Regions from separate parts of the Mus musculus genome. Here all the other regions are linked to region 1. The links are chromatin contacts, called in public HiChIP or PLAC-seq and promoter capture Hi-C maps. All regions are on one chromosome and are shown on one strand. Each heading gives the region's core, a stretch centred on a gene start, on an enhancer-like site or on the middle of the called end of the contact. The rest is flanking DNA. Distances are from core to core; before and after follow the strand shown. Region 1 holds the start of Micos10 (mitochondrial contact site and cristae organizing system subunit 10). Region 2 holds the start of Tcea3 (transcription elongation factor A (SII), 3). Region 3 holds the start of Casp9 (caspase 9). Region 4 holds the start of Epha2 (Eph receptor A2).

The links. Promoter capture Hi-C pulls out the DNA fragments that hold promoters and counts their contacts. HiChIP or PLAC-seq counts read pairs in DNA pulled down with a chosen protein or histone mark.
Region 2: a contact with region 1 is called in a promoter capture Hi-C map of liver, with 2.4 times the contacts expected there. The contact joins the promoter of Tcea3 here to the promoter of Micos10 in region 1.
Region 3: a promoter capture Hi-C map of pre-B cells shows a contact between it and region 1, with 2.6 times the contacts expected there. The contact joins the promoter of Casp9 here to the promoter of Micos10 in region 1. A contact is called at or near these places in 1 of 39 promoter capture datasets (pre-B cells) and 1 of 484 Hi-C or Micro-C datasets (CD8 T cells).
Region 4: an H3K27ac HiChIP or PLAC-seq map of large pre-B cells shows a contact between it and region 1, with 3 times the contacts expected there. The contact joins the promoter of Epha2 here to the promoter of Micos10 in region 1.

The regions. Positions count from the first base shown.
Region 1 is chr4:139,127,474-139,134,717 of GRCm38.p6, forward strand. Micos10 (mitochondrial contact site and cristae organizing system subunit 10) reads right to left here and starts at 3,640. Exons shown (of 4, transcript NM_001163006.2): 1 at 3,449-3,640. The coding sequence starts at 3,512. Gm33304 (a long non-coding RNA gene) reads right to left here. Exons shown (of 6, transcript XR_001784468.1): 6 at 6,636-7,114.
Region 2 is chr4:136,245,144-136,252,387 of GRCm38.p6, forward strand. It overlaps Tcea3 (transcription elongation factor A (SII), 3), which reads left to right and starts at 2,814. Exons shown (of 11, transcript NM_011542.2): 1 at 2,814-2,974. The coding sequence starts at 2,906. Asap3 (ArfGAP with SH3 domain, ankyrin repeat and PH domain 3) reads left to right here. Exons shown (of 25, transcript NM_001008232.2): 25 at 1-1,430.
Region 3 is chr4:141,789,407-141,796,650 of GRCm38.p6, forward strand. It overlaps Casp9 (caspase 9), which reads left to right and starts at 4,206. Exons shown (of 9, transcript NM_015733.5): 1 at 4,206-4,580; 2 at 7,029-7,244. The coding sequence starts at 4,449. It overlaps Dnajc16 (DnaJ heat shock protein family (Hsp40) member C16), which reads right to left and starts at 1,238. Exons shown (of 15, transcript NM_172338.2): 1 at 1,184-1,238.
Region 4 is chr4:141,296,637-141,303,880 of GRCm38.p6, forward strand. It overlaps Epha2 (Eph receptor A2), which reads left to right and starts at 4,585. Exons shown (of 17, transcript NM_010139.3): 1 at 4,585-4,798. The coding sequence starts at 4,717.

The DNA of each region.
Region 1 (7,244 bases), core at 2,390-4,889:
AAATCATGGCCTGTCCTCACCCTGTGGGCTGGTGTACTCTGGGATGTGCAGCCAATTCTATCTTGGTGCTTCCTCTGTCCTGCGCCTCTCCTGTTTTACCTCCATTTTCTGATCACACTTTATCACTCACTGGACCAGGAAGATGGCTCAGTGGGTAAATATGCTTGCTGCCAAGTCTGGTGACCTGAGTATATTCCCAGAAGATAACTCACTGCTACCAGTTGTCCCACTGACTTCCACATGCACACCATGGAAATACACACACACACACACACACACACACTAAATACTTAAATCTAAAAAAAATTACCATGAAGGAGAATTACAACCTTGGTGCTATCCTTCTAAGAAATGAAGACAGAGGTGCAACATTATGAACTACCCAGTACCCCGGAGCTCTTGACTCTAGCTGCATATGTATCAAAAGATGGCCTAGTCGGCCATCACTGCAAAGAGAGGCCCATTGGACAGGCAAACGTTATATGCCCCAGTACAGGGGAACGCCAGGGCCAAAAAGTGGGAATGGGTGGGTAGGGGAGTGAGGGGCATGTTGTGGGGGACTTTTGGGATAGCATTGGAAATGTAATTGAGGAAAATACGTAATAAAAAAATAATAATAAAATAAAAAGGAAAGAAATGAAGACAGATGAGAGACAATCACCCTGACTGAGTACACAGAAGAAACACTACACAGAAAACTGGCTAGCTTAAGAAACATCTCATGTGTCTTAAAAACATCCGTTCATGTTTTACCAACATCCAGAGGCCAGGACAGCCAGGGCTATACAAAGAATCCCTGTCTCAAACAAACAAACAAAAATTAAAACATTACCAAACCCAAGCCATTGTAAAAGGTCTTTCACTGAAGGGCTCTGCACCCTCCAGTCAATTCCAAGGCTCTCTAGCAGCCACTCCCGGACTCGATGTCCTCTGACCCTGCTCTCACACCCAGTCTAGCCTCACTTCATCATCCTGATTGCGCCTGCCTCTGCCAACCTCACCAAAGAGGCTAATACTACCTGAGATGTCCACTGGTATCACCATTACATCCCACAGTCTCCTGGATATGTACTGGCAGTCACAGTGCTAGGATTTTACTTATCTTCCTACTTAAGTTTCTGTGGAAGCAGCTGTTTGGTTTTGAGACAGGGTCTATCTATCTACAGGGTCTATCTATGTAACCCAGACTGGCCTCCAACTGGAAGAGACCCACCTGCCTCAGCTCTTGTGCTGCATGCCTGGCTCCTCTACTTTTCTTATCTTTTTAGGTTAATCTCTATTTCAGGTTGAGGAGGAGACCATAATCAAAGCAGAAGAACTAGTGGGGGGTAGGGGGAAGCGGGGACTAAGTCACACCTCTGCAGACTCTGAAGAGCGCTCTGAACTCCACACTGTTTAGGGACTATGTTGGCATATAAATGTTAAATCCTTTTTCAAATTGCAAACCATTAAAAACAATTTGGACTAGGACTAGAGAGAGCTAAGTGCTTAAGGGCACTAGTTGCTCTTGCAGAGGACCCAGGTTCAAGTCCACAACTATCCTAAGTTCAGCTCTAGCCAATCCAACACCCTCTTCTGATCTCTTCCAGCAGCAGACATGTACATGATGTACAGACATACATGCAGCCAAGTCACCCATACACATTAAGTATAGCAATATCTTTGGCCACTTCCAGAACAATCCATTTCTAACAGCAAGCCAGCCTATTTAACCATCCGAACCACTCTAAGTTAACAATAGTTACTATTTAAACGGAGAAACACAGGCTCAGGGGTGTTAGCCAACTTGCCCCTCATGTTCTTGGCTGAATCTGGGAGTCAAAAGTAATGGATCAATTCATCATGTATGAATTCATCCTGAATGATGTCTACACTCAGTCTTCTGGGGCTTAGGAAACGGTGGGAAAAAACAAAAACAGAAAACATATCTACTTTCCATGAGCTCACGATTTCATTCTTTCCTGATAATATTCATCTAAGGATATAATCCTAAGTTCTCGTAAATAATTTCCATGCAAGAAGTATAAAATATGAACCTATGTGTGACAGCACACACCTTCACTCGCTTCACTTGTGAGGCCGAGGCTGGCAGATCTGTTGGTTCAAGACTATGCAGGAGTACCAGTTTCAAAAACGGGGGGGGGGCGGGGGGGAGAGAATGGGATCTAAGTTTCAACAATAAATGTTAGTATAGAAGAAAGAGTCGGAGGAATTGGAGAGACAGCTCAGTGGATAATAAAGCCCCTGGCATAAAAAAAAAAAAGACTTGAGCTCAAATCCTCAACACCCATGAAAAAATGCTGGGGAGGGGGAGAAGGCCGATCAAAACTCAATGGGCAGCCAGTTTAGGCAAACTGATGCGCTCCAGTTCCTGTGAGAGTCCTGTGTAGTGGTGCACACCTTTAAATCCAGCAGAGAGTGTCTGAGTTCAGGGCTAACTTGGCTGACATAGTTTTCCTGGCCAGCCAGGTCTCCATAGTGAGGCACTGTCTCAATAAATAGGGCAAAGAGCTACTGAGGGAGGGAAGCCACTCATCATCGATCTCTGGCCTACACACCAATAGCTGCAGACAATCAACAAGAGAAAGATGGAGTGGACGAGGATCAGCAGAGAGCCTGAGAACCCCAAGGAAGAAATCCTGGGGGGGGAGGGATTCTCAACTATGCCACATTATCAGCAACGCGATTTCAGGCAAGCTCCTTCACCGAGCTCCAACTCACGACGAGACAGGTCATTTCCGAGCTACCGTGGCGAGCAGCGCGCCTAACATCTGCATCACCATCACTATTATATGGGACACCCCCGCCCCCCGAGCCTCCTTCCCCGACCCCGTGACCTCACAAAGTGTGTCGTCACAGGACGCGTGTCCAAAGAGACAACCTGGACTACCGAGGGGGCCGGCGGTGGCCGCGATCTATCTGACTGCGGCCATTCTTCCGGAGAATAACCCCCGGCTCCAACTGCAGACCCGAGGCGGGTTCGGATCAATGAGGCCGGGCACGACCGCAATTGCCAGCGCGGCCCGACGGAGGCGGTTAAGCGCCTTCTTCTATGACCTTCTTCCGAAGGCCGCTTGCTCCCGGCTGGGGAGCCGTCTGCGCTCCGGCCGGCTGCTCGCCTAACCCGGGGGACATGGGGCATGGAGTGACAGAGTTTCCCGGCGCGTCCCGCACGCCTTCCCACTCCCGGAGCACCGCTGCTTCCCCGGGCCTGCACCTCCAGCCACCTCGGAAACTCCCGCGCCCTTCGGCCCGTTGTCCTCGCCGCCCTCGTCGCCCTCGTCGCCCTCGCCGCCCCGCTTGACAGTCGTCACCTGTCAGCGCCCCGCAGCTCAGCGCGCCCCGCCGTCCAGACAGCAGCAGGCCGCGGCTTGACCCCTGCGGCTTCCCGTCCGCGCGCGGGCCGCTCGGCTCCAGCCCAGGGCCTACCAGAGGCAGATGAGCTCACCTAGCTTCACGACCGTGTCGGCCATGCACCGGTCCCACTTTCTGCCCAGCTCGGACTCCGACATGTTCCTCACTGGCAACTCCAGCACTCTTCACGGCCGGCCCCCGCGCTCCTACTGATGGCAAGTCTCGCGAGAGCCGGCCGCCACCATAAGCTTCCGGCCGGAGCCGGCGCGCCAAATATCGCGGGATCACATACGTCGTCCCTGGCTTCCGGCTTTTCTTCGCTCGGTCGTCAAGGTGACAGGTTGCCTGGGAGCCGGAGGTGACCCTGACCTTGGAGATAGCGGAAGGGAAGCGAAGACTGACTACATCCAGAGTACAGAAGGCCTTGTCTTTCCTGGGTTTTTCATATTTGTACATAATTATTTTGGCCATTGCCCTCCTCCCGTTCTACTGTTGCCCTCTTTCATCCTCCATTTTATACCTACTGAACCCCATCTTCCTCATGTGTGTATGTGTATATATGTGTGTATGTATATGTATACATGTATATATATAAAATATACGTATATTATATATCTATATTATATATAATAAAACATATAACAAATAAAATAATGTGTGTGTGTGTGTGTGTGTATATATATATATATATATATGTTATATACTTTGTTTTTGTTTTTGTTTTTTTTTTTTTTTGAGGCAGGGTCTCTCTGTGTAGCCCTGGCTGTCCTGGAACTCACTCTGTAGACCAGACTGGCCTTGAACTCAGAAAACCCCTGCTTCTGCCTCCCAAGTGCTGGGATTAGAGGCATGTGCCACCACTGCCCGGCATGTTATATGAGGGTTTGGTTTTGTTTTCTGTTTCTCTGATTGTCTCTGTTTTGTTTTGTTTTGTTTTTCAGAGACAGGGATTCTCTGTGTAGCCCTGGCTGTCCTGGACCTGGCTCTGTAGAGCAGGCTGGCCTTGAATTAAGAGATCTACCTGTCTCTGCCTTGTAGGGCTGAGATCAAAGATGTGCACCACTCCATCCACAGTTTAATTAGGGTTGTCTGCATGGCCACAGTCGGGGAGTATTTATTTGAGCATGAACGACTTCCATTCAAATGGATTTAAAAACAACCCCCCACCCTGCTGCATTTTATACAGAGTGTGTGGGTGCCTGCGCATGCCCTATAATGGCACATGTGGGAGTCAGAGGACAGCTAGTGGGAGTGGGTGCCCCTCCACCCTGTGGGTGCCAGGGACTGAACGCAGATCACCAGACTTAGAGGCAGTGCTATTACTTGCCGAGTGACCTAAACAGCCCTAAAGCGCAACCAGTGTTACTTTATAGATACTTCTTTTCTTCCACCCACTCAACCCCCTAACACTAGATAGGCGATAAGAAAGGATAGGGCAACAGGTGACGTTATCATTAGACTGTTTCCTGCTGATGAGGGGCATTGAGTTCCTTGGAGCAAGCTTGATCTTCTCCAGCAGAATAGCTAGTTTCTTATTGTTTCTTCCCACTTTACTACTTAACCAGCAGCAACCCACCAACAACCTGCCCCTTGAGGCCCTAGCATTTATAGACCCTTTGGAAAGTCCCCAGGATCCAAACGTCACACAGTCGCAGAAACCATCTGCAGCTGGCAGAATCACACCCCTGGTAGAGCTCGAGGCCACGTCAGCGCTGTGGACAGTCTGAAGCAGCCCTACATCCCACACCTGGGATTAAGACAAAAGCCAAGTCTTATTTCTGTGTTTTTCAAAGAAACCAAACTTCTCACTACTCAAATACCTCTCTCTCTCTCTATCTCGTTTTAAACTGCATTTGTCCCTGCTTCCTGGACGTCTGTCTCTCTGGCTACTCATACCTGCAAGACACCACCCTCCCTGATTCTGATGGTTTCCTCCAGCCCTCACCTTTCCCTGCCTGTTTAGAATGCGGATTCTCACACCTCCATCTAACCTCTATTATGTATTGTTTCAGATGAAATGTCTATCCCACCCATACTAGTGTCTGAGAGGCATTAACTATTAGTCCTTCCTATCAAACAATGTAAAACTTATGTTTACAGGGAATTTAAAAAATATATTTATTTATTTATTATATGTAAGCACACTGTAGCTGTCTTCAGACACTCCAGAAGAGGGTGTCAGATCTCATTACAGATGGTTGTGAGCCACCATGTGGTTGCTGGGATTTGAACTCAGGACCTTTGGAAGCGCAGTCGGTGCTCTTAACCACTGAGCCATCTCACCAGCCCCACAGGGAATTTTTTCAATCTCTCCCGACTTTGAAAAGTTTTATGCCAATGTTTTCACCACTCCCATCCCCGACCTTATAAAATTTGTTTGCAGTCTCAGAATTGAAGAGGTCAGCCCTTCCTTCCCTGGTCCTGCATTTCCCTTTTCTGCAATCATTTAAAGCTAGCCAATCACAGAAGACTGTGAGGTCAGACTTCAGCCAATGGAGTTAGGATAAAAACAAAGTGTACTTCCTGGCTTGGCATACTTGCTCTTCAGAACACACCCTCAAGAATATATGATCGGGCTGTTGAGATGGCTCAGTGGGTAAGAGCACCCAACTGCTCTTCCGAAGGTCCGGAGTTCAAATCTCAGCAACCACATGGTGGCTCACAACCATTTGTAACAAGATCTGACTCCCTCTTCTAGAGTGTCTGAAGACAGCTACAGTGTACTTACATATAAATAAATAAATCTTTAAAAAAAAAGAATATATGATCAAGAATATGGTCCCAAAAATAAAAATAAAATGAAATGAAAAAAAGTATGGCCCCAGGTGTGGTGACATGTGGTGCAAGTGAAACCCTGTCACCAGACAGAAAAACTGGTAACATCTGGCAGATTAAGACCCCAGCAATTCTTATAATTGGGAACAGTAGGCATTTGAGTCTGTTCCCAACCCAGTTCCTGTCCCGGAGCACGTGACCATAATACCCCTCTAACAGGACAGTGACAACTGGTCAGGTAACATAGAAACCCAGAGTTCTCCATGCTATTGAGGTATCTAGATGGGTCCCCAGGGTCATCCCTTCCTGCAAAGGGTATGTAATCTTTAGTTCACCCTGACTAAGTTGTATGCATCCATTTCCACCATGAACAAACAGTTTGAACAAGCAAGGACTGTCTCCTCAAGGACCACCGTGGAGGAAAGCCTTCATCGTACTGAGCCTCGCCTAAGTCTCCCACAGAAGGCCCCTCCATACTCCTGGCACTCACCCTGAGCTAAGCCCAAATCCCTCTGCTGCTTTCCCTATACAACCCAGCTGTTTCAGCCTTGTGCTCTCTTGGCCCTTCTACTGAGTATCTGTCTCTTGGTTCTCGTGTCTCTCTTGCACACACACACACACACACACACACACACACACACACACACACACACACACCTCTCTTCTCTCATGGACTGGTTCAGTCCTTTTGCAGATGCCCCTGGCTGTACTCTCCCTCAATCTACAATAATTTTACCCTTACCCTCAAATGTACCTTACATCAGTCATTACAGTTCAGCCAAGAGTTGACTCCCCGAAGTTCTCTGATCGCTCCGCATCCAGCCTGGTATGGCCCTCCCTAAGTGCACATTTAGGCTACTGAGACAACTAGGCAATGAAGGCCACCAAGCCAGACACCTACCTGAGTACCATCTCCTGGGCCTCAGCCTGTTGTCCTCTCATCTCCAAGGGTGTGTCACGGCACACGTGTGTGCATACACAGCCTCTAATTTAACAAAGAAAACAGAAGTTGGGGCGGGCAGGGGGCTGGGGTTGTAGCTAAATTGATGTAGTGCCTAGATAACATGTAGGAGATCCTGCATTCCTCCTTCAGCATTGCCAGAAGTTATTAATTA
Region 2 (7,244 bases), core at 1,564-4,063, 2.9 Mb before region 1:
ATCTGTCTTGTGTCGTTGTAACGGAACGATAGAGGCTGGGTGCTTTCTACAGTAAAGAGTTTTCTTTGGCTTAGGGTTCTGGTGATTGGAAAGTCCAAACAGCATGCCATGAATGCCCTGTAAAAGGCCCCGTCTGTCACAACATCACAAAAGAGGAGAAAGCAAGCACTTATGTGCAGTAATCGCAATTTGCTTTATTTATAGAATCTCACTTCTGTAAGAACTCACTCCCTAGAGGCAGAGCCCCTCACATAATTGCCTTCCACTAGGCGCTGCCCCTTAAAGGCTCACTCACCCTTCCACATTGCCACACCAGGAAGGAAGAAAACACACTCAAAACACACCCACATGAGCCGGGCGTGGTGGCACACACCTTTAATTGCAGCACTCGGGAGGCAGAGGCAAGCAGATTTTTGAGTTCGAGGCCAGCCTGGTCTACAGAGTAAGTTCCAGGACAGTCAGGGCTACACAGAGAAACCCTGTCTCACAAAAAAACAAAAAACAAAACAAAAAAAAAACCCATACCCACATGGTATGGTTTATCCTCACAGCAATGAACTAGCCAATCCAAAATGTTGTCAGCAGCCAGGCTCAGAACCCCTGGTGTGCAGGAAAAGCACACTGGGCCAGAGCCTGAGGACCTGATTCGTGGCTCACCCATGGTCCCGACCACACCCCCTCTTGGTTGCCCTGAGATGATGAGTTGGGTAATGGAGTTTGTGAGGTGAGCCCTGAATGCATAACAAGGGGAGAAATGAAACAGAAAAGGTTTGTCAGCAGTGAAGGACAGAGAAGAAGGCTGTTGGGAAAGTGCTTGCCATACAACACGCAAGGTTGAGGATTTGAGTTCGAATCTGCAGGGCTTATGCCAAGAGCTAAGTACACAGTGTCCTCCCAGACTCCTGGCTCTGTGGAAGCAGACCCTGGAGGATCCCGGAAGCCTGCTGGGCAGCTCCAGGTTCAGTGAGAGACCCTGTCTCAAAACATAAGGAGGCTAGCAATTGAGACCACCACCAGTCTCTGGCTGCCTGCCTCCTGCCGAGTACACACACACACACACACACACACAAGCATAAAAGACGCTGGCACAGCTGCACACATCTGTAATTCCAGCATTCTGGGGACTGAGGCAGGGCCATAGTGAGTTAGCAAATACCTTTGCGCTGTCCCTTTGAGAGTAAAGAATGGGGTGTTTACCACCGATGGTGAAACCCCTCTGAGGGTATCAGTTCCCTGTCTGCCCCCCCCCCCCAAAGCTCACAGGGAAATAAGACAGTTGTGTGCATCTTTGTGTGCAGGTGACCTCTCTCTTGGACAGGTGGGCAGAAGGGATACAATGGGTACCAGCAAATGCTGGCTGTACCGAGGAGGCGGCCTCCCACTTCCTGAGATTGACTCTTCTATTTGCATAATAAAGTCTGACGCGTTTTCTTAGGGTCCTTCAAGCTTCTTTTGGCCAAGAGGCCTCCCAGAAGCTCCACTGAAGAAAAACCTGGCTTTGGCCACATGGTGTTAAGGCCCCGCCCTTCCGGACCCATCCCGGACCTCTCCACAACACTCCGCTATAGCCAAGGACTTTTCAGCTCCTCCCCCGGCCACCTCCTCACCTCCCCACCCCCTGCTGACATGTCAGTGATCCCCAAGCTTTGTTCTCTGAGTGCTCCAGGAGAGCCGTCTGGCTCAGGACGCTAGAAATACCTGGAACACAGTAGGAGCTCAGTAAATAGAATAACCGCTTGCGGCCTGACCGACTACACAGACCTCCCCCTCCCCCAAACTTCCATTCTGCCTTTTGAGGCAATAAATTTCACTTCTTGGGACGGGGATGAGGCCCCAGCTGGGCCTTACACTTGCCCTCTCTCCCTCCTCTCCCCACCCCAGCTGTGAGGAATACAGTCCTCTTTAATGGTTATTCTGCCCAGCCTGCCGCCCCTGAGATTTTTCTTGCTAGTTGACTGGATACCGTTTGTCGAATGAAAAAAAAAAAAAAACAAAAAACAAAAAACCTTGACCGTCATCACACTGCAGCAGTTGGGAGACAGGTGTCCACAACAGGCTCCAGACTTGTTTCTCTGAGGTTATCTCAGAAAGTTCCTTCACACACTGTGAGCCCTCTTCTGCCCCGCTTCAAATCAGAGACCCTCGCAGAAAGGTCATTTTCTGTCAGGAGGGGAACTAGGTCTTCAGCGAATTCTTGGAATTACCGCTCGCGAGCCGAGAGTGGGAGGCAGAGTTATTCCCTCCACCCCAAATTACTCTTCCAAGCCCACCCCCTGTGTACCGGAATCACCCAAAACTTAGTCTTTCGGAGCGTGGTCCCGATACCCCTTTGAGAGGTTGTTAGAAAAAATAAAGACTGGCCGGCAAAGGGCTCTGAGTATACCTCGCGAGTACGTGTACGGCACAGGCCTTGGGCGCACCAAGGAGCCTACCTAAGTTAGGGCAGAGCTGACGTCAAAATCTGCACCAAGATGCGATGAATTCACCAACTTTCCCAGCTTGGGCATAGCTCCCTCTGGGAGCGCAGTGATGCTGAGACCCGGCAGCTCTGTACTTCCCACTGCTATGCTGACACTCATCACCCCCGAACCCTCATGCTCGAATCTCCCTGGAGCCTGGGGCACCCCTAGGAGAGTTGGAAGAGAAGAGCCCCTTCTTCCAGATTGGTCCTCCCCTCCCACTTACACACCCCCTGAGGCACGACCCGCCAGGCTCAGGCAATCTTTGCCCGGGCAGTCCTTGAAGTCTATATTTAGTGCCCGCCACCCCTCCCCCCAGCGATGGGAGGGGCGCGCCCCGCCCCCTCCCGGCTCGAGTGTCCGGTGTGTTTGCGGCCCTTGCGGCTCGCGCCTTGGCGCCCGCTGCTGCCCTGCGCCCCTAACCCCGCCGTGCGTTGTGGACCAACATGGGCCTGGAAGAGGAGCTGTTGAGGATCGCCAAAAAGCTGGAGAAGATGGTGTCCCGGAAGAAGACGGTGAGGCTGCAGAGTTTGCAACGCAGCCCCCGGGCCACGGAGGCAAGACTCCCCCAGCTATGGGCTTGGTGGGCGTGCCGGCCCTGTGCCCGAAGGGAGCGCGCGGGTCAGGGGACACGGGACTGGGGAGGAGTTGCCCGGCAGGGGGTCCCCCGGCTACTTGCTGGCCACTTTAGGATGGGCATGTGCATGGCCAGGTCTGGAGGGGATCGTACAGAGTCCCCTAAGGCGCGCGACTGTTGCAAGTCACTGTGGACGGGTTGGGTGCGCTCCTGGGCAGCTTGCGCGGAGCAGAGAAAGAGCAAGGAGAGACACAAACCCAGGGGAGGACATTTAGGAGTCTGGGGGTTCGGGATGTGCGCTAGGCCCGGGGAGCTGCAGGCGCAGCGAGAACTGGAGGGGCACGTTTTGGGTGACTTCAAAAAGGATCGGAGAACTTCGGGCTGAGAAGGGGGCGCCGAGCCTCGTTTGCACACCCCAGGAGACCCGAGCGAAGGGCGGTGACTGAAGTGCCAGGAGTTCTGTTTGCAACTTTTTCCTTGGCCGCGGGATGGGGCCCTGGCGGGCGGAGGTGAACAGGTGCGGGGCGGGGGAAGGAAAAGATGGGGCCTGGGCTGGCCCAGAGGGGGAGGTGCACGAAGGAGAACTGTGGCGGGAGGTGGGGGTCCGCAGCCCTGGTCGCCCGAGGGTCCCTGAGCCCTCAGTCCGGGTAGCACCGAGCTGGATCCAAATGGAAAGTTAATGTTTGATCTACCTAGCGATCTTTGCCTCAGGCTGGAAGCTGGCGACTGTGCCAATTCTAGAGGGGCGTGGACTGAAAGGGAGAAGACCAGGGACCCTGTGAATGAGGCCCTCCATGCTGACTTGCCGCGGGGTCCTTTTCTTCTACATAGTTTCTAGCAACGAGTTGCACCAGGACCTGCATTGCCAGGACATTCCAGGAAAATTGGAAAACTCTGGGGCCCAAAGAGAGGTTTCAGACCCGGGATGAGTGACAGGCTGGAGCAGCCAAGGAGTGTTAGGCTTCCTGAAATTGTTACCTGGTAACAATGAGAGAGATGGTGGTGTTGGTAAAATGGTGAGAGGCTGAGGCTGCGGTTTCTTTGTCTGTAAGAGGATGGATTGCCTGGGGGAAGAACATGGGGGCGGGGAGGCAGTAGGGAGAGTTGAGAGTGAGTGAGATAGGACTGGAGGTGACGTTAAAAGATGCCTCCACCCGTCACCTGCCGAGCTTCGGCGGCACTTTCCTTTGGCTCCCAGCCCCGACTGCGAGACTGCGCTGCGCTAGGCTTCCCCCAATGTCGCCAGAAAAACCTAAACTCAAGTCACAGGACATTCTTCCAACTAAGAACCCCAAACTACATGGTATTTCGGGTAGACAGATTGTCTAAGCCTAACCCCCTTGCTCACCCCAGATTTGGGCCAGTAAAGGAAGCCTGGGCTTTGGGCTGAGAAGGATTTGGGAGTAGGAGGAGGCGCTAAGGAAGACAGCCAGGTTGAGAAGATTAAGGGGACTGCTCTGGCTTCCCTCTTAATCCGTTTACACTCCTAGGCTAGCTATTCTACTCTCCTCTGGACCTCAGTTTCCTCTTCTGTGAAATGGGAAGAGGAAATAGGGCCTCTTGGGAGTGGGCATCCCAAGTAGTGCCAGGACAGTCTTCAGGAAAGCCGAATGGTTGGCCACAGGATCCTTACAGGGCACAACTGTGTAGAGTCACAATTGTGTCTGGAGTCTGCGCCTGGGCTCTAGCAGGGTTTGTGTAGGCACAGAGCTCTGGACTTCTGCCTGAGAAAGGCGGGCCTGGACCGAGAGTGAAAGTGGGCCTGCCCAGTGGTGGTTAGTCCAAGAAGGCATACTTCCTGCAATAAGACAGATCCTCCACGTAGCAGCGCAGGGCTGGAATTTGTTTATTCAGTGACTTGGGGCTGTGTCAGATACTGTAAGCATGCACCGGCTAAACCGCTTGCAGGAGACAAACACACACCAGCTAAGTGCACACTAATGACACATCAACAGAGCCACACACTGCTATCTAGCAAGCAACTTCTATTTGACGGCATGTGGGCTGTGGCTCCTGACACTAACAGAACAGGCATGACGCACATGCTCTGACAGTTTCGGTTAAAGCAGGTAGATACCCCACCACCACCACCAAAGCCGATAGCACGATAGCACGGCTTCCCTGGGAAATGCAAAGCCAACAGGCTAGTTTATAGTTTCAGACATCATCGCTTGGGAACAAACAGACACAGAGGGTCCTGAGCTGCGTCCTCACTTCTCCACACTGGCACCAGAGAGTGTCTTTGCCACACAGTGAGAGAAGCACACGTAACAAGATTGGCACACGGCTTTATGAGCCCACCATCTTCAGCACAGGCTCACGGGTGCTACATTCCAGTTATTCAAAGACGTGTACCCGGTGGTGAACTGCAAATGATTTCATGCTGACTATGGAATTTTCAGGATTTTAGGGAACTGTTAAACACAGACTTTAAAAACAAAAACGTCAGTTTGCTTATAGTTAAAAAGGACTCTTTGCACAGGGTCTCCCCTGCCAGTTCTGTCCCACTACTATCAGGGGTCAGTAAGATGGCTCAGTGGGTAAAAGTGCTTGCAATTAAACTGAATTTAGAACCTGTGGTGCACTGGGCAGTGGTGGCACACGCCTTTAATCCCAGCACCTGGGAGGCAGAGGCAGGCGGATCTCTGTGAGTTCAAGACCAACCTGGTTTACAGAGCAAGTTCCAAGGAGAGACAGGGCCACACAGAGAAATCCTGTTTTGAAAACCCAATCTAGGGTGGGTGGATATGGGGGACTTTTGGTATAGCATTGGAAATGTAAATGAGCTAAATACCTAATAAAAAATGGAAAAAAAAAAAAAAAAACACGGGGGGAAAAAAAAAAAAAGAAAACCCAATCTAAACCAAACCAAACCAAACCAAACTGTGGTGAAAGGAGACACCTGACTCCCATGGGGCAGCCTCCTATCTACTCATGTAGGCTTTGACATGTGCATATATGCACACACACACACACACACACACACACACAAGGTATAACTGTAAAAGAAAACTCCATTCAGGAACAACATGTTGGTAGCTTGAAAGCCATCACTGAGATGGTATTTATTCCACAGGAACTAGCAGGTGCTATGAGTGAGGGCTCTCTCCTTGAGAACTGGCTCTCAGTCTGCATCAGCACATGGCTCTACTTACTGGTCTCCACGACTGTGTCCATACTGGTAGATCTATGTCTTGAAATGGTATGTGAAGTTCCAAGCCTAGTGTTTGTTCAAGACTGGTTCTTTACAAAGTCTCTTGGTTTCCTCTTCTGTGGAAGGGGTTGATAATTCTTTAGAAGTAAATAGGACCCACTTCCCTAAGCCTTCTGAGAAGTGGGTGGTTTGTTTTTTAAGAATTATCTGTTTATAAGAGTATACTGTCTTCAGACACACCAGAAGAGGGCATCAGATCCCACTACAGATGGTTGTGAGCCACCATGTGGTTGCTGGGATTTGAACTCAGGACCTCTGAAAGAGCAGTCAGTGCTCTTAACCACTGAGCCATCTCTCCAGCCCTGTTTGGTTTTGAGACAAGGTCTTATGTAGAGTACACCTGCCTCAAACTGTAACTGAAAATGACCTTGAACTCCAGCTCTTCCTGCCTCTACCCTCTAAGAACTGCGATTCCAGTTGTGAACTACCACCTGATTTATACGGAGTTAGGGATGGCATCGAAGCTTTCCACATGATAAGCAAACAGTTTTCCGTCTGAAGCACCTTCCCATCTGCCTATGAGGAGTCAGTGCAGGTCAGGCCTTAGAAGCGTTCCCAGCATACAGGAAAGCCTTTCGTTAACATTAAGCATGCTATTGGATCTCTACAAGTTCACACACAGCCCTGTCTGCTGGCCATTCTGGGAACCTGTGAACCTCAGTGCTGAGGGAGTCTAAGGACCGATTGAGGACAGGCAGCTCATAGGATGTGGTCCAGGGCCTGGCAAGGAACATACAGGACATAGTTCATGTCCCTCAGGGAATTAATCTCAAGATAGCTAGGGCTGGCTTTTAGACACCAGAGTTGATCTCAGCCATGAAGCTGACAGGCAGCAGGGTTGGCTTCTATGTAGCAGGTAACAGGAAGGAGAAGGTTAAAATGGATGAATGGGTGTTTAGGACCTGGCAGACAGACTTTCAGCTCCAAGCTTCCTTCTTTGTTATCCCCATTCTTCTTTCTACTTCATTTGTTCTTTAAAAACACTTATTTTTTA
Region 3 (7,244 bases), core at 2,956-5,455, 2.7 Mb after region 1:
CTCAAATGCACCATTTCATCTATCATAACAATAAACTTAAAATAATTGGCTTCAGAGTAGCTGAGAACGGGTCAAATTAGCTCACAAACTCATCATGATTTCTCATGTACTAAATTACATTCTAGGATCATTGTGGCATTTCTGGACACTAAATAGACATGAAAGTAAAACACCTTAAAATAACTGTGCATTAATATTCAGAAGTCTGCTATTATTAAGAATCCAGTTTCTTATCTAAAGAGAACAGGAAAGACTAGAAGAATAGGCACGGCTTTAAAATGTTTTAAACTACAACTCAGCTGAGGGGTAGAACTCAGTGTGGGTTTTGGAATAATCCTGGCTGGTTGATAAGGAGATAGCGTGGACCTGGAGATACACACACTCACACAGGGGGCTGTGATCTTTTATACCATATGCTGGTTTCATGGGTCCATTTATCTTGACCTCACAGTGTTTAGTAAGGTTCAGTGGCTGACACCTTACTCAGGGGGGGTGGATTTTGACAAGTGCAAGCCATAAACCCTGCTTGGGAGTCTTTATAAACAGTTGACCACTGTTTAGAACTGCACACATGCTAAGTAAAATCCACAAGCAAGCCAGTTCCTGTTTCTCTTTTAAGACAGCCTGTTCTGAGGTACTGGCTAAACTCACCCAGATTGGGGATCAGATTGCGGGGGTGGGGGGCTGTCCACCACCATTCTAGGACCTAAACCTGTGTTCTTGCTGATAGGGTGTGACTGAACACCAGCACCTAGCAGGATCTTTATGGGGATGGGGTACAGTAAAGTGGGTAAGGGGTTTACTAAGCAGAATCCACAGGCAGGGTGGGTGAAGTGTCTGCTGCGGGAGTGGGTGAGGTGGGGACAATTTTTGGCTGACGTTCTCCAGCTCCAGGGGGCCGGCCACAGGATTGGGGACGCGCTGGCCAACAGGTAGCCCTCGGCGTCCCCAAGCGCAGGCGGCGGAGGCTCCCCAGACGCTCCGCAGGACCAAGTCCCGACTCGGGCGCCCGCCCGGGTTACGACCTTCCGGGAGGCGGCCCCCTCCCCCGCCGCCCCGGTTCCTGTCGGCTCCCGGGGCCCCCCGGGGCCCAGCGCGGGCTGAGGACGCGGAGGATCTGACGGGAGATCCCCCAGCTTGCAAGGCCCCGCCACGCTCGCGCGTCAAGCCGGGAAGGAGTTACCGGGAAAGGGCACCGGCCCAACCGGCCGCAGCGTCCGTGCTCCAGTGAATCCGCCGGGGCCGGCGCTTCCAGTCCACACCAGAGAACCTGGGGAGGGGAAGGAGGCGGGGCCCAGGCCCGGGGCAGTCACGTGTCACTTAAAGACCCCACGCCTGCGACGCGCGCACAGACCGGTTTAGGCCGCACACGCGATGAACCTATTTTGGCCTTGACGGTCACCGTAGGCACCTGGATCTGGCGCAGTTGCTATAGGAACGGAGAGCGCTCTCTGGCTGGGTCTGAAAGCTTGCTCTTGACTAGCGAGGCCAGAACGTGCCTTCTAGCGAGGCGGAGTCGCTATGCATCACGGGATACCAGGAAGACCTCCCGGAACCGGGGAGGGGTTTCCACTGGTTGCCAGAAGATGGCCCACATCTAGCAACTGTTGCTAGGACGGGGACGCAGTCGCTGGTCCCAGTTCACTTTGACCCTATTCATAGAATCCTAGAGCGTCAGCGTTTGAGGCGACCTTAGGGATTCTTCCTAGTTCAACCTCTTCATATACTGAAGTTCGGAGAGGGCCAAAGACTTGCCCGAAGCTTAGAATCCAAGGCTCCAAATTCAGTACATCAACCCAAGGATGTTCTAGACTGGAATTTGGACAAGAACTGAGGGAAAGACGGGCGTGGTTGCGCACGCCTTTAATCCCAGCACTTGGGAGGCAGAGGCAGGTGGATATTTGAGTTCGAGGCCAGCCTGGTCTACAAAGTGAGTTCCAGGACAGCCAGGACTGTACAGAGAAACCCTGTCTTGAAAAAACAAACAAACAAGCAAACAAACAAACAAACAAACAAACAAAAGAACCGAGGGAAGAGGGCGTGGTGAATAAGGCTGACATTTTTTTTTTTTTTTTTTGCGCCCGTGACCAAGGGCTCTTGATGTATTTTCTATTCCATGCCTCGTGTTGAGTGAGTTCTTATGTAATCGGTTTCTAAAACACTTACCTAGCATGCTGTTTTTGTTGTTTGCTTTTGAGACAGGGTCTCACCGTGTAATCCTCGCTGGCCTGGAACTTACTAGGTGAATCAGGGTGGTCTCAAACTCAGGAGATCTGCCTGCCTCTGCCTCCTCAAAGAGTGCCGGGATTAAAAGTCTGCACTACCATGCCTGGCTCTCTCTTCTATACATTTAGTGTATATCGTTGTTCTTTGGGCTCTTTCAGGTAGAGCTCTTTCAGGTAAGCTCCTGCAGGTAGAGTCTCACACTTTTCTTGTTCAGCATTGTATCACTGTCTGCACAGACCTTGGTTTGTACAAGCTGCCAGTAAATATTTGAATAGTTAGTTGCAAAATAAATAAAAAATGAAGCTAAAGCCTATCATCGTCATCCCCCCCCCCCCCCCCGCCTCTCGTGCATGCTAGGCGAATGCGCTGTCGCAGAGCTGAATATTGGTCTGTGCCTAAGGCTTTGCTGCTCGAGTGACCTATACTATACCTGTGTTTTGGATTGATTTTCTGCACTGGCACCAGCAGACCAATTTGCACTCACTCATGTTTATTTTTACCAAGCTGAAACTAGGTTATTTAACAGTCTGAGAAATCAGGTGGCAGGGATAACTGCCAAATCCCCAAACAAGCCAGTTTTAGCCAACGTGGTGAATCTCCTTTACTTTGGGGCAACTAACCCCCTTTGAGTTTCTCATTACTGCTCTCCCCAGATTTCCTGTTTGTAAATTCACCTCAGCTGCTCCTCCCGAGTGTACATCCTATTTTATGGAAGGAAATGTTGACTGATGCCCAAATCAGGAAACAAGTGTAATATTATCGTTTGACATATTCCAAGGTGGATTCTTGGCTATGAGTCTATTCTGGTTCTGGTCACGCTGTGAGATCCCTGACACATGTCTACAGCTGTCATCAAGGAATAACTATATCCCTGTCAGGAATGTGGCATAAGGCTAGCAGAGAGAATAGCGTAAGGGGCTAGCACAATGCCCAATTACTTTTTTAAAAATGTGTTTAATTAGTTAATGCATATATGAGCACTCTGTCTTCATGCACAGAGGGAATCAGATCCCATTACAGATGGTTGTAAACCACTATGTGGTGGCTGGGATTTGAACTCAGGACCTCTGGAAGAACAGCTGGTCCTCTTTACCCTGAACCATCCATCTCTTCAGACCTTGTTCAATTACTTTTTTTAAAGATTTATTTATTTATTACATGTAAGTACACTGTAGCTGTCTTCAGACATCAGAAGAGGGTGTCATTTCTCAATACAGATGGTTGTTGAACCACCATGTGGTTGCTGGGATTTGAACTCATGACCTTCAGAATAGCAGTTGGTGTTCTTAACCGCTGAGCCATCTCTCCAGTTATTTCAATTACTTTTTAAGTCGTGGAAATAAGTGGTACAAAACTGAGAGAACATAGGATTAGATTCCTGGCAGTTTCTCTGGGGGAGGTGCTGAGGAGGGAAAGAGAGCGAGATCTAACCAATGAGCTTGGTTAGATTGAGGGCACGATAGCCCTGAAACAGCAGGCAGCAAGAGGTTTACTAGCCGCAGCGTTAGAAAGCCACAGCCAGCAAGGGACTTGAAAGATCTAGGACAAATGTCTAGGCGTGGTTTTCTTCCCTTTTCTCTCGTGATCCTTTGAGTATCTGTAGAAGTAGGGTCATTGTGAATTTTGGTAGAGCAATCGCCATGCGAGGGGAAAAGTTACAACTACCGCTAAGCAGAACCAGCAAATGGGAGCAAGATAGCAAGGCAACCACAAGGCCTGGAACCCTAGGGGAGAGTCTGGGATGCAAAGGAGGGCTTCGGGGCGGGGCGAAGGAACTCGGTAGGGCGGGATTGCTGGTCTACGAGGCGAGGAGGGGCGAGTCCTAGGGGAGAAGCGTTATCATGTGAGGCAGGTCTTAGTCCGTACGGCGAAGTGATGGGGCGGAGCTTGAATGCAGCGCCAGTGGGCGTGGCGAAGCAGCGCGGTCGTAGGGCGTGGCGAAGGGGCGGGGCCTGAGAGCGCGGCGTTGAGGGAGGTGTTGGGGGCTGGTGGTGGGGTGAGCGGCCGTGGGAGCTGTTTTGATTGCGGAGGTGGAGCCCAGTGAGCGCGAGTCACAGGCCGCGGGGCGGGGCGGGGCGGGGCGGAGCGGAGCCCAGTGGACCGGGTGACCGCTGGCCGGAGCGGGATCCCTGGAGGCGCTATGTGGGGGCGGGGCGTGGGCGCCGGGGCGGAACCCGAGGGCCGGAAGCGGACAGAACCCGGGGTCCCGCAATCGGCTCGCCATGGACGAGGCGGACCGGCAGCTCCTGCGGCGATGCAGGGTGCGCCTAGTGAGCGAGCTGCAAGTCGCGGAGCTCTGGGACGCTCTGCTGAGTCGAGAGCTCTTCACGCGCGACATGATCGAGGATATTCAGGTGCGCCCCGCCTCCTTGTGTCCGCCCTCTTTTTCCCGCGGCGCAGATAGGGACTGGGAGGTCGCTGAGAGGTTCTCTGAAGCCACTACGGAGCTCCTGCCCTTTTTTTCCGCTTTGCACCCTGTGCAATCCACGCCCTGGGAAACCATGGTGTGGGAACTCCATTTTTAAAACCTTCCCCAGTACTGCCCTCTTAGTTCGCCACAAGAATAAAATAGAAGAACCCATGCTCCTCTTTTGTGGAGTGTTTGTTAAAAGCGGTCTGTAATCTGCACCGTTTGAACTTTTATGATTTTTCTCTTCTCTAGTATAAGGGCCCTAGACACCCACTTTAGCCTTATACTGGCACATTGTACCAGTCACTTCCCGTTTTTGAATCTCAGTTTCTAGGGCTGTGAAATGGAACGGTGGTCATCCTGTCCTAGGACAAGGACATAGAATCAGGATCTGTCTTTTTTGGCTGGGCTTTTATCAAGTGCATGTTTTATAAAGGAGTTCAGAAAAGAAGGAATTTGATGCAGGTAATGCAGAAGAATAAAATCAAACATTTGATTTTTTTTAATCCACTTTCGCCCACTTAAACCTAGAGCATGAGTCACAATGTTGATGGCTTGTGTAAAGGGGTGTATTGAATTTCTACGCTATATGGATTACTGTGTGAGTGGAATTATTCTGGATCAAAATATAATGGTGGCAGTATTATTTTCATTGTACTAGAGTTCAATTTTAGCTTGATAAAATTCTGTATTACACAAGGGAAAAGGTCAACTTGTTCAAAGTCTAAAGATGAGTATGAAAATTACAGAGAAAACAGGATAGCTGTATGCATAAATGCATCTTCTATTGGAAGATACAGAGTAAAAACTCTTAAAGGACTCTAAAAAGAGAAAAAAAAAACCACTTTAGCATCTTTGTTCCAGTTGATGCCTCACCACAGGTCTGAAAAGGGAATATTTCTTTCTGAGAGGATATGAGTGCCAGGCCCTGGGGGACTGTCTACAAGGCTGTCTCCAGCATCTGTATTGGAACGTGGCTTGGTCCAGTGAAGGAGATAGAAGAAAGTGGTGTAGAGTCATGTGGTTAGCTGCCAAATAATAACAAAAGTAGGCTCAGGAACACATTTGGATGGGCCCATACTGATCAAGAAAAGTGGTTTGAAGGGAAAGTCCTAGCCTTCCAGAAGGCATATTAAGGGGGATCAGGAGCTGAACTGCCCAGAGTGGCACCAGCAGCCACTGTCTTGCTCCCTTCTCCAGCCAAGTGTGGTCAAAACAGTTCTGCCCTTGTGTTGGCAGTGGCAGATTGTTTGAAAGGAGCAGTTTGATCCAGGGGTGCCGGCATACATCTGGAATCCAAGCACTCAGGAGGTAGAGGCAGGAGGATCAGGTGTTCCCAGGGCATCCTTGGCTACATGCAGAGTTTGAGGCCAGCCTGGCTACCTGAGATGGAGTCTTCAGAAGCCAAAACTAAGGACTGAGAGCTGCCTCTGTGGATAAGAGCATTGATTTCAGTTTTCAGAACCCATGTGGTAACTCACAACTATTGACTCCAGTTCCAGGTGTTCTGACACCCTTTTCTGGCCTCCACTGGTACCATGCACACACAGTTGCCACATACAGACTCAGATAGAAAGATACATACACACGTACATACATATACACACATACATACATACATACATGCATACTTAAATACTTAAAAGCAAAATCAGAACACGAAGCCTGATGTATAGCTTGTTTGGTACAGTGCTTGTCTAGCATGCATGAATCTCTGAGTCCAATCCCCAACATAAACCAAGCCTGGTGACTCTGGAGGCAGGAGAGTCAGAAGTTCAAAGGTCATCCTCTGCTATGTAGGAAGTTGAAGGCCAGTCTTGGCTACTTGAGAATTCCTGCGCCCCCCCCCCCCCAAATATGAAAGCTTTCCCCTCATACAAAAGAGAAACTTAACTTTTCTCAAAAACAAAAATGCTGGAGATCTTGATTTCTATATCCAGTTCTCTTATTTTAATGCTAGAAACAAACTGAGAAAAATTTAAGTACCTTGTGTAAACTACTGACCACTGTTTTTGCTACTTTTAGTAGGGCTAATTAGCACTTAGCACAGCACTGGACACCCACAGTAGGTATCTTTCTGCTTTGCAGAGGGACATGAACTCAGGGCACTGCTGGATTAGGTTCTGCCCACCTACCACAGGCATATTAAGGGGGATCAGAAGCTGAACTGCCCAGGGAGGCGCCAGCAGCCTCTGATTTCCTTCAGCTAAGTGTGGTCAGAGCAGTTTCCAACCTAGTGTTGGCAGTGACAGACTGTTGCTTGTTCCAGGGGTGGTGACACACACCTGGAAGCCAGGACTCAGGAGGCAGAGGCTAGGTGAGAAATGGGAAGTAGGTTAAGGGCCACATGGAAGTCCCTGGATAATGAGTGTCTGGTTTTCTATCCAAACAGCAGGCAGGATCTGGGTCTCGGCGGGATCAGGCCAGGCAGCTGGTCACAGACCTTGAGACCCGAGGGAGGCAGGCCCTTCCTCTCTTCATCTCCTGCTTAGAGGACACAGGCCAAGGCACCCTGGCTTCACTCTTGCAAAGCGGTCGGCAAGCAGCCAAGCAGGATCCAGAGGCTGTTAAACCCCTAGACCACCTGGTGCCTGTGGTCCTGGGACCA
Region 4 (7,244 bases), core at 3,335-5,834, 2.2 Mb after region 1:
ATTTAAGGCACTTTGATCATAGACTCATTCGAGCTGCCCTGGAGGGTACAGAACCTTTATTTTCCTATTTTACGAACCACACAGCTAAGCCATTTATATCCTACGGCAGCAGGAGGCAGATCTGCTGAACTACCGTCTCTCCATCTTAGCATCCATTTATCCACCCATCCACCCCGCCCTGAATCCATCCATCCACTCATCTTACATCCGTTCCTCCCTTTTTATCCATCCGTCCGTTCAACAAACTAAATCTGTCTTGGGTTCCCTCTGCACTTCAGGTCTCCATTTTCTAGTGTTTCATTAAGATAGGTCTTTCTTGCCAAATGGGTAGGACCTGTCCAAGTAGAAAGGGCACAGCTTGGTCAGTGTGCAGGCAGGAATGTCCTTGGGTGTGTTGACTAACTCCTGTAGCCATCGCTAGAGAGACTGAAGAACAAACATCAAGAGCTTAAAGGCTTGCTTGGGGGACTTAGCAAGACACTGTCTCAAAAATAAAAAAGAAGCTAGGTAGAGGCGGGTGGGGTGCATGTCTTTAATCCTAGACTCAGAAGGCAGAAGCAGGCAGATCTCAGAGTTGGAGGCCAGCCTGGTCTCAGAGAGAGTTCCAGGACATCCTGGGCTACACAGAGAAACCCTGTCTTAAAACAAAATTAAACCATGAGCGTTTGTGAAATGACTCCTGTATGCAGTCACTTTTCTCTTGGACTCAGGGATGCATATGCGTCATATTTAACTCCTGCCTCAGGAGACAGTTAGAGGTTCAGGAATCTGAGAAAGAGTTCCTTTGGCCCAGTTGAAGATCTTCATTGTTTCAGGAGGACTCAGAGGCTTAGGAAACGACCTGTCCCCGGAAGGCACTGAGGGACAGTCATTTCAGCGACCTGGAAGTTCTGGTTGCAGAGAGCAGATCCGTCATTCCAGGTGGAGGGGCTGTGGGATTCAGAGGCAGGAGAAGGGTATCTGCTGGGTCCGAGCTGGCTGAGATCCAGTCTTCCACCTCCCCGAGCTCACTTCTTCCACATGCACTCATAAGGTGGACGTCAGCACGACAAAATCTTAGTACTGAGCCTGGCCCGTAGTAGTAAGCCCTTCGGTCCCAGATAGCTCCAATCGTCATCCTATTTGATTGCATCTGGCTCTTGACCAAAGGCAGATGCAGATCAAAGCTGGGTAGAGAAACGGAGGCGTCAACATTCTTGTGGGTGGTCCGCCTGTGCCCAGCCTGAAGCAGAGCCTAGCCAAGGTGGGCACCTGAGCCAGCAGGTGAGCTGGCAGGCTCTCTCTCTCTGGTTCCACCTGCCCATCCTGGAAGGCTGGCCCGCTGTAGTAGCAACTTAGGCCCCCAGGGCTCCTTGGGGCCTTTACTGGGTAATTCCATCTGCATTACAACCGATTACGCTGCAATAAATACCACATTCCAGGGCCAATTTATGAGACTCACTAGGGACCTTTCCCCCTTAGCATCAGTCACCCAGAGCCAGTTAGGAGAGGGGAAGGGTGTGCCAGCGAGTGAGTGGGTGACTAAAGAGACCGCCTCCTGCCACTGCATAAACCTCTTCCTCAGCCCAGCCTCTGGCCATGGTGCCTGCTGTAGACGGGCAGGCTACAACACAGCCTGTGCTCGGCCCAGACCCCAGCACACATCTCAGCATATGGCCCTAACATGGAGGCCTGACAGCATCCTGGCATCTAGGGAGGGTGGAGTCTTTGGGCTATGCATAAAGTCCATACATGACACAAAGAGAAACCTCCAGCGGTACACAGAAACTAGTATTGGGAGACCTGGCCAACACCCCAATCACTAACCCTTCATTCATTCAACAGAAGTTTCCTGATGGAGGCTGGAGAGATGGCTCAGTGGTTAAGAGCACTGACTGCTCTTCCAGAGGTCCTGAGTTCAAATCCCAGCAGCCACATGGTAGCTCACAGCCATCTGTAATGAATGGGATCCAATGTACTTTTCTGGTGTGTGTCTGAAGACAGCTATAGTGTACTCATATAAATAAAAATAAATACATCTTTTTAAAAAGTTTTCTGATGAATATCTGGATGCTGGATGGGTACTGTCTGTCTTCTACAAACCTCTCCTTCCTTTCTTTCTTACTTACTTACTTTCTTTCTTCCTTCCTTCCTCTCTCTCTCTCTCTCTCTCTCTCTCTCTCTCTCTCTCTCTCTCTCACAGGGTCTCATGATTTAGCCCTGGCCATCCCTCTCTCTATAGACCAGGCTGGCCTTAACCTCCCATCACTCTGTCTGCTTCTGCCTCTGCAGTGCTGGGATCAAAGTTCTGCACCATGATGCCCTGGCCCACAATATGTTTTCTAGTATTCAAATACCCAAAATACAGAACCTGTAAATATCACGTCAGACGTATATAAGGTGTTACAGACAATGGACGGAGCTGGATATGGTGGTGCACACCTGTAAGCCTCGTACCAAGGGAGGCGGGGTTGGGGGAGGATCAGGAATTCAAGGCTAGCCTTGCCTCTGTCGGTCAGTCAGTCGGTTGGCTAGAGACCTTGTCAACAGTCAGATCCAGGGGCTGGGGAGAGGGCTCAGTAGCTGAGAGTGTTTCCTGTTCTTTGGTGAACTTGAATTCAGTTTCAAGTACATACATCGGTGGCTCATCACTGTCTGCCTGTAACTCCAACTCCAGGGGATCCCATGCAGTCTTCTGGCCTCATAGGCACCCAACAAACACACACATACCAAGAAAAAAAAGTCAAAACAAAACAAAAGGAACTGACAGGAAATCAACACAAACCACAAGGTCCCCAGCCTAGCGTATCCAACAGAACACTTACCCATACCATGTGTACACTGCACACATGTTCCACTCATCTCGATACACGTGCACGTGCCTGTCCGCAGGACCTTGCTTGGCACACCACAGTCCCTGCCTCCCCAGATGTGATTTCCTCTTGTTGAACCGCATGTAACCGTAATAACAGCTGAGATTTGACTCGAGGGTCTGAGTCCCAGTCTGTGCGGTTTCCATGCGCGACCTTATTTGATCTTCACAGCGGGCTTTTTCCAAGTAGGTCCCTAGTGTCCCCAGGGAGCACGGGGAGGCTCAGAGGAGCAGACTGATTTGTCCAGACTTTGACTGCTGCCCCCTCCTCTGTGCTCCCCGCTGCTGAGAGGCCTGTGGCACACTCAGGTACACACAGGTCCTCTCACACTGGAGCACACACTTGCATACACATCAACACGTCCACGCTCGATATAACACACAAGTCGCTCACGGATTCCCATACACTAACCCTTATGACCCAGCTCAGATGCTCCGGTACTTCATCCAAACATGCTCACACATACATGTCCAGCCACTCTCCTTCTCAGAAGACATAGCCTTCTCTCCCATCATCCATCCCTGATCAAAGGCTTTAATTAACCCCAACACCTATAATTAACCCTTTCTCTCCCCCTCCAGGGGAAATGTCTGAACCCGTTTCTCAGAAACAGGCGCCAAGGCCAAGCTGGTGGGTAGGACCCCAGGAGGAGCACCTGGTACCAGAGTTGTATAATATGGGCCAGGATGACCAGGGACTGGGGAGTCACAGAGAGGAAGGCCAGGGACTAGGAGGTGGGCAGAAAGGTCCACGGAGAACCAAGCCTGCTACAGCTGTTCCCTTTCCACTGGCCAAATGGTAACAGAGCAACAGGCAGTTGTGGGTGACTGGACTGGCTGCCTGGTTCACTTCACATCCGTTTGTTTCACTGACTCTAGACGCCAAGAGAAGAGATGAACTCAGATTTGAGGAACCTTGGCAGAGGAAGGGTGGGTAGGAGGCAGACATCCCCAAGGTATCAAAACGTAATCTCATTCTGTCACCCAGGGATCAGGGGACAAGGGTGTTCTGTTGGAGTTCAGAGGCAGAGGTCAAGAGTTACCCATGAGGGTGTGTGCTGGGTCCCCAAATGGAAGTGGTTAAAGCAGGTCAGGGCCCAGCTTCAAGTCCTGTGACTTGTCTGTGACTGTTGAGTTGTGCAGCCTTTGGGTATCCTAGGGTACCTTGGAACCTTATCTTAAGCCCTCCACTCTAAAGTGAAGACACCTGCATGTCTGACATGTTCCCAGAGGCACTACTCTTGGTACACAGCTTAGAGGACCTTCCTGGGTGTGGCATATCTTCTGGGGGACTCAGGAGCAAGTGTGTATGTGTGTTTGTGTGTGTGTGTGTGTGTGTGTGTGTGTGTTATCAGGAGTTCTTGTTCTTGTTCTTTTTCTTTTTCTATTTTTTGGTTTTTTGAGGCCCTTTGCTACGGAAGCTTCTACTTCTCAGATTTACAATTCACATCTTGAAGCCCAAGGGCAAAAGGGGAGAGTAGGCACAAATTCATTCCACATATTTGGACACTAACCCTGGTGGCGCTTTGAAATGAGAAATCTCCTCAAGGTTTGCACACGAAGGCCCACGCACTGGCCCCCTCAATCCTCCCCAAATTCCTGACCTCCCCCCCAACCCCAACTTCCCTCTGGCTTCCCCGCCCTCTAGTCAGGGTGTCAGTCCGGCCCCTTTAAAGACATTCCTGAGGGCGTGGTTTCGGTGACGTCAGCGCAGGGCATGAATGAACAGGAGCGGGTTCTCACCCAACTTCCATTAAGGACTTGGAGCAGGAGGGTAGAAGTTGTCTCTGTCGGCGGGCGGGCAGGATTGGGGCACCGAGACCGGCGTGCGGACAGCAGGGATCGCGGGGAGCGAGGGGTGCGGCATGGAGCTCCGGGCAGTCGGTTTCTGCCTGGCGCTGCTGTGGGGTTGCGCGCTGGCGGCCGCGGCGGCACAGGGAAAGGAAGGTGAGTGTCTACGCGGTCGGTGGCCGCAGCCTAGCAGGGACTCCGGGACATGGGACCCCGGGCGCCCCAGCCTCCTCTCTGGGACGCACCTTTGGAAACTGACTTATGGCTGCTGGGTCTCAGTGCGCAAGGTTAGGCAGAGCGCGCGGGCTGCGGTCCGGAACGATCTTGGGGATCCATACCCTGAGATCCTAGGTTCTCTGGAACTAAGGGATCTCGGCTGGGGCGCGCAGGGCTCGGAGGCCGCGGGAAGGGGGACGCGGCGCCCGCCACGCGGTTTCAGCCCTGTGGCGGCTTCTGGAGCGGGACCCCCGCAGGGCGCTCTCGGTCCCTCAGAGGAAAGGACGCTCAGTAGGGTTTTCCCGGCGATCAGCCTCTTAGTAACCCGAGTTCACTTAACTCATCATCTGCCCCGATTTCTCGCGGAAGGCATTTGGATGCAGGCCCTGCTTTTTGGGGAGGGGTCCTCTCGGTGCCCTGCACCAAGCAAAAGAGTCTCTCTACGCCCCATCCGATTTTTCACTGGGGTCCTTTGGGCCAGCATTGGGAGCGCCTGGGGTCAGCCCCGGCCACTCACACCTTCCCTCCTTCCCAAGCTGCCCTCCCAGGTTCGGGAGACAGGTTAAGGGCTGGGAGCGAGTACAGGAAGTCCCAAAGTCAAGTGTTCTGAGCAAGGGGTGACTCAGAAGGAGGAAATGCGGCAGGTGGGGTTGCGGCTTCCCGCGGTGTGGAGCCGTCATCTCGGGGCCACGGGGAGCCCAGGCACCTGGAGGTGGGGGAGTGAATCACCTGCCCCCGCCCCAGCGTCTTGGAGCCACGCAAGGTGAGGGGGCCCGCACAGGTTGCCTTTGCTCAAGGCCGCAGCCGGGGGTGTGCTTGGGGGCGTTGTCCCTCAGCTAGGGTCTCCGAGAGGGTGGGAATTCCTGCCCTGCCCTTGGCCGAGGATCTTCCTGTCTACCCAGCCGGAGCTAGCTGGCTTCCGTTTCCCACAGCAAAAACTTTTCTCTGCTTTTGGGCATAGCAAGTCTTCTGCCGACTCCAGCTAGGGGTCGGGGGGTGAAGCGCAGAGGAACCCTTTGGGGTGAGAAGTTTCCTTATTCTTTTCGCCTTCCACGTTGGGAGGGTAAAAGGCCAGACTGGAGCTCTTGAAGGGTGGAGAGTTAGGGGTAAACGGGGTGTTAGATCCTGGCCCTGTCTCGAGGAAGGGCCAAAGTTGCTTTTGCCAAGGTGTGAACAGGGCAGGGATTCTGAGATCCTAACTCCCCTCCCTGATCCAGCTTGTGGCTCCCTCTTCCTGGGTACTGTGGTTGGGGAGCAGGGAAAGACAGCTGGGACTGCTAGAGGCCTTCCTGGGCTGCCACGGAGTTGAGGATTAGACGTCTGCTTGCTTTGCTGTGCGGGCTCCTGACCCCCGCCCCGGGGCTCCTGACCACCGCCCCGAGCCCCCACCAGGGAAGCCTCAAACAATCTTGTACTTGTGCCTCTGGGTGCATCTGTCAGCCTCGCCCCAGCCTTTGCGATTAATCCCGTTCTGCATGGGATCGAGGAGAAAAAAGGGTGCATATCGCTCGTGGTTGTGGAAAATTCTTGTCTAAGCTCCGCACTCCTCAGGAACACTGTGTCTGTGTGAGGGGTTGGGATGTGTGTGTTGGGAGTGGGGTCGTGACCTAGTTGGTTGCACTTCCCTAGGGGGAGTTGAGGACAGATATGATCCGTGTCCTCTCCAGCCTTGACACAGCTGTGCAGCCTCCTCTTCTGTTTTCTGCTGGGTTCCGAAAACCAGGGGAATCGGTTAGGTCCTCGACAGCTGCTGAACTTACCTCCTGCAGTGCCCTTGACTTTTTTCTTGTGTGTGTGTGTGTGTGTGTGTGTGTGTGTGTGTGTGTGTGTGTGTGTGTGTGTGTGTGTGAAAGCCAATGCACAAGTGTGGAGCTCAAACTTGCGGGAGGACTTGGTTCTCTCTCCTTCTACCATGTGAGTTCTGGGATGGAACTCACAAGTGACAGCAGACAAAGCGCCTTTACCTGCTGGCCCACCTCACTGCCCTGTCCTTCCTTACAGAGAGGGTGAGAGAGGCCCAATATTGGTCAGCCAGGGCCCTCTGCACAGAGGGTCTGCCCACACATCTAGCTGTTTCATCCAGCCAGAACTGCTTGTCACTGACTCTAGAGTCACTGGGATGGGTGGGAGTTAGAGTGGCAGGAGAAGGCTGGGTTTCTCAGTTCAGCAAGGGCCTTGTCCTCCTCCCTGTCCCTTGCTCGTTTGTATCCAGAGTCTCCGGTCTTCCCCCCCTTTTTAGGTGTAAGCTGATCTTGGCTAAAGAGGGATGAGGTTAGCAGGGAGGTGGCAAGGGGGGTATTGCATTATGGGAAAGCTTTAAAGTAATACAGCCCACAAGGGTGACATTATGGTGGCAGATTCCCTGCCCCCAGGATCTCTTAGAGGA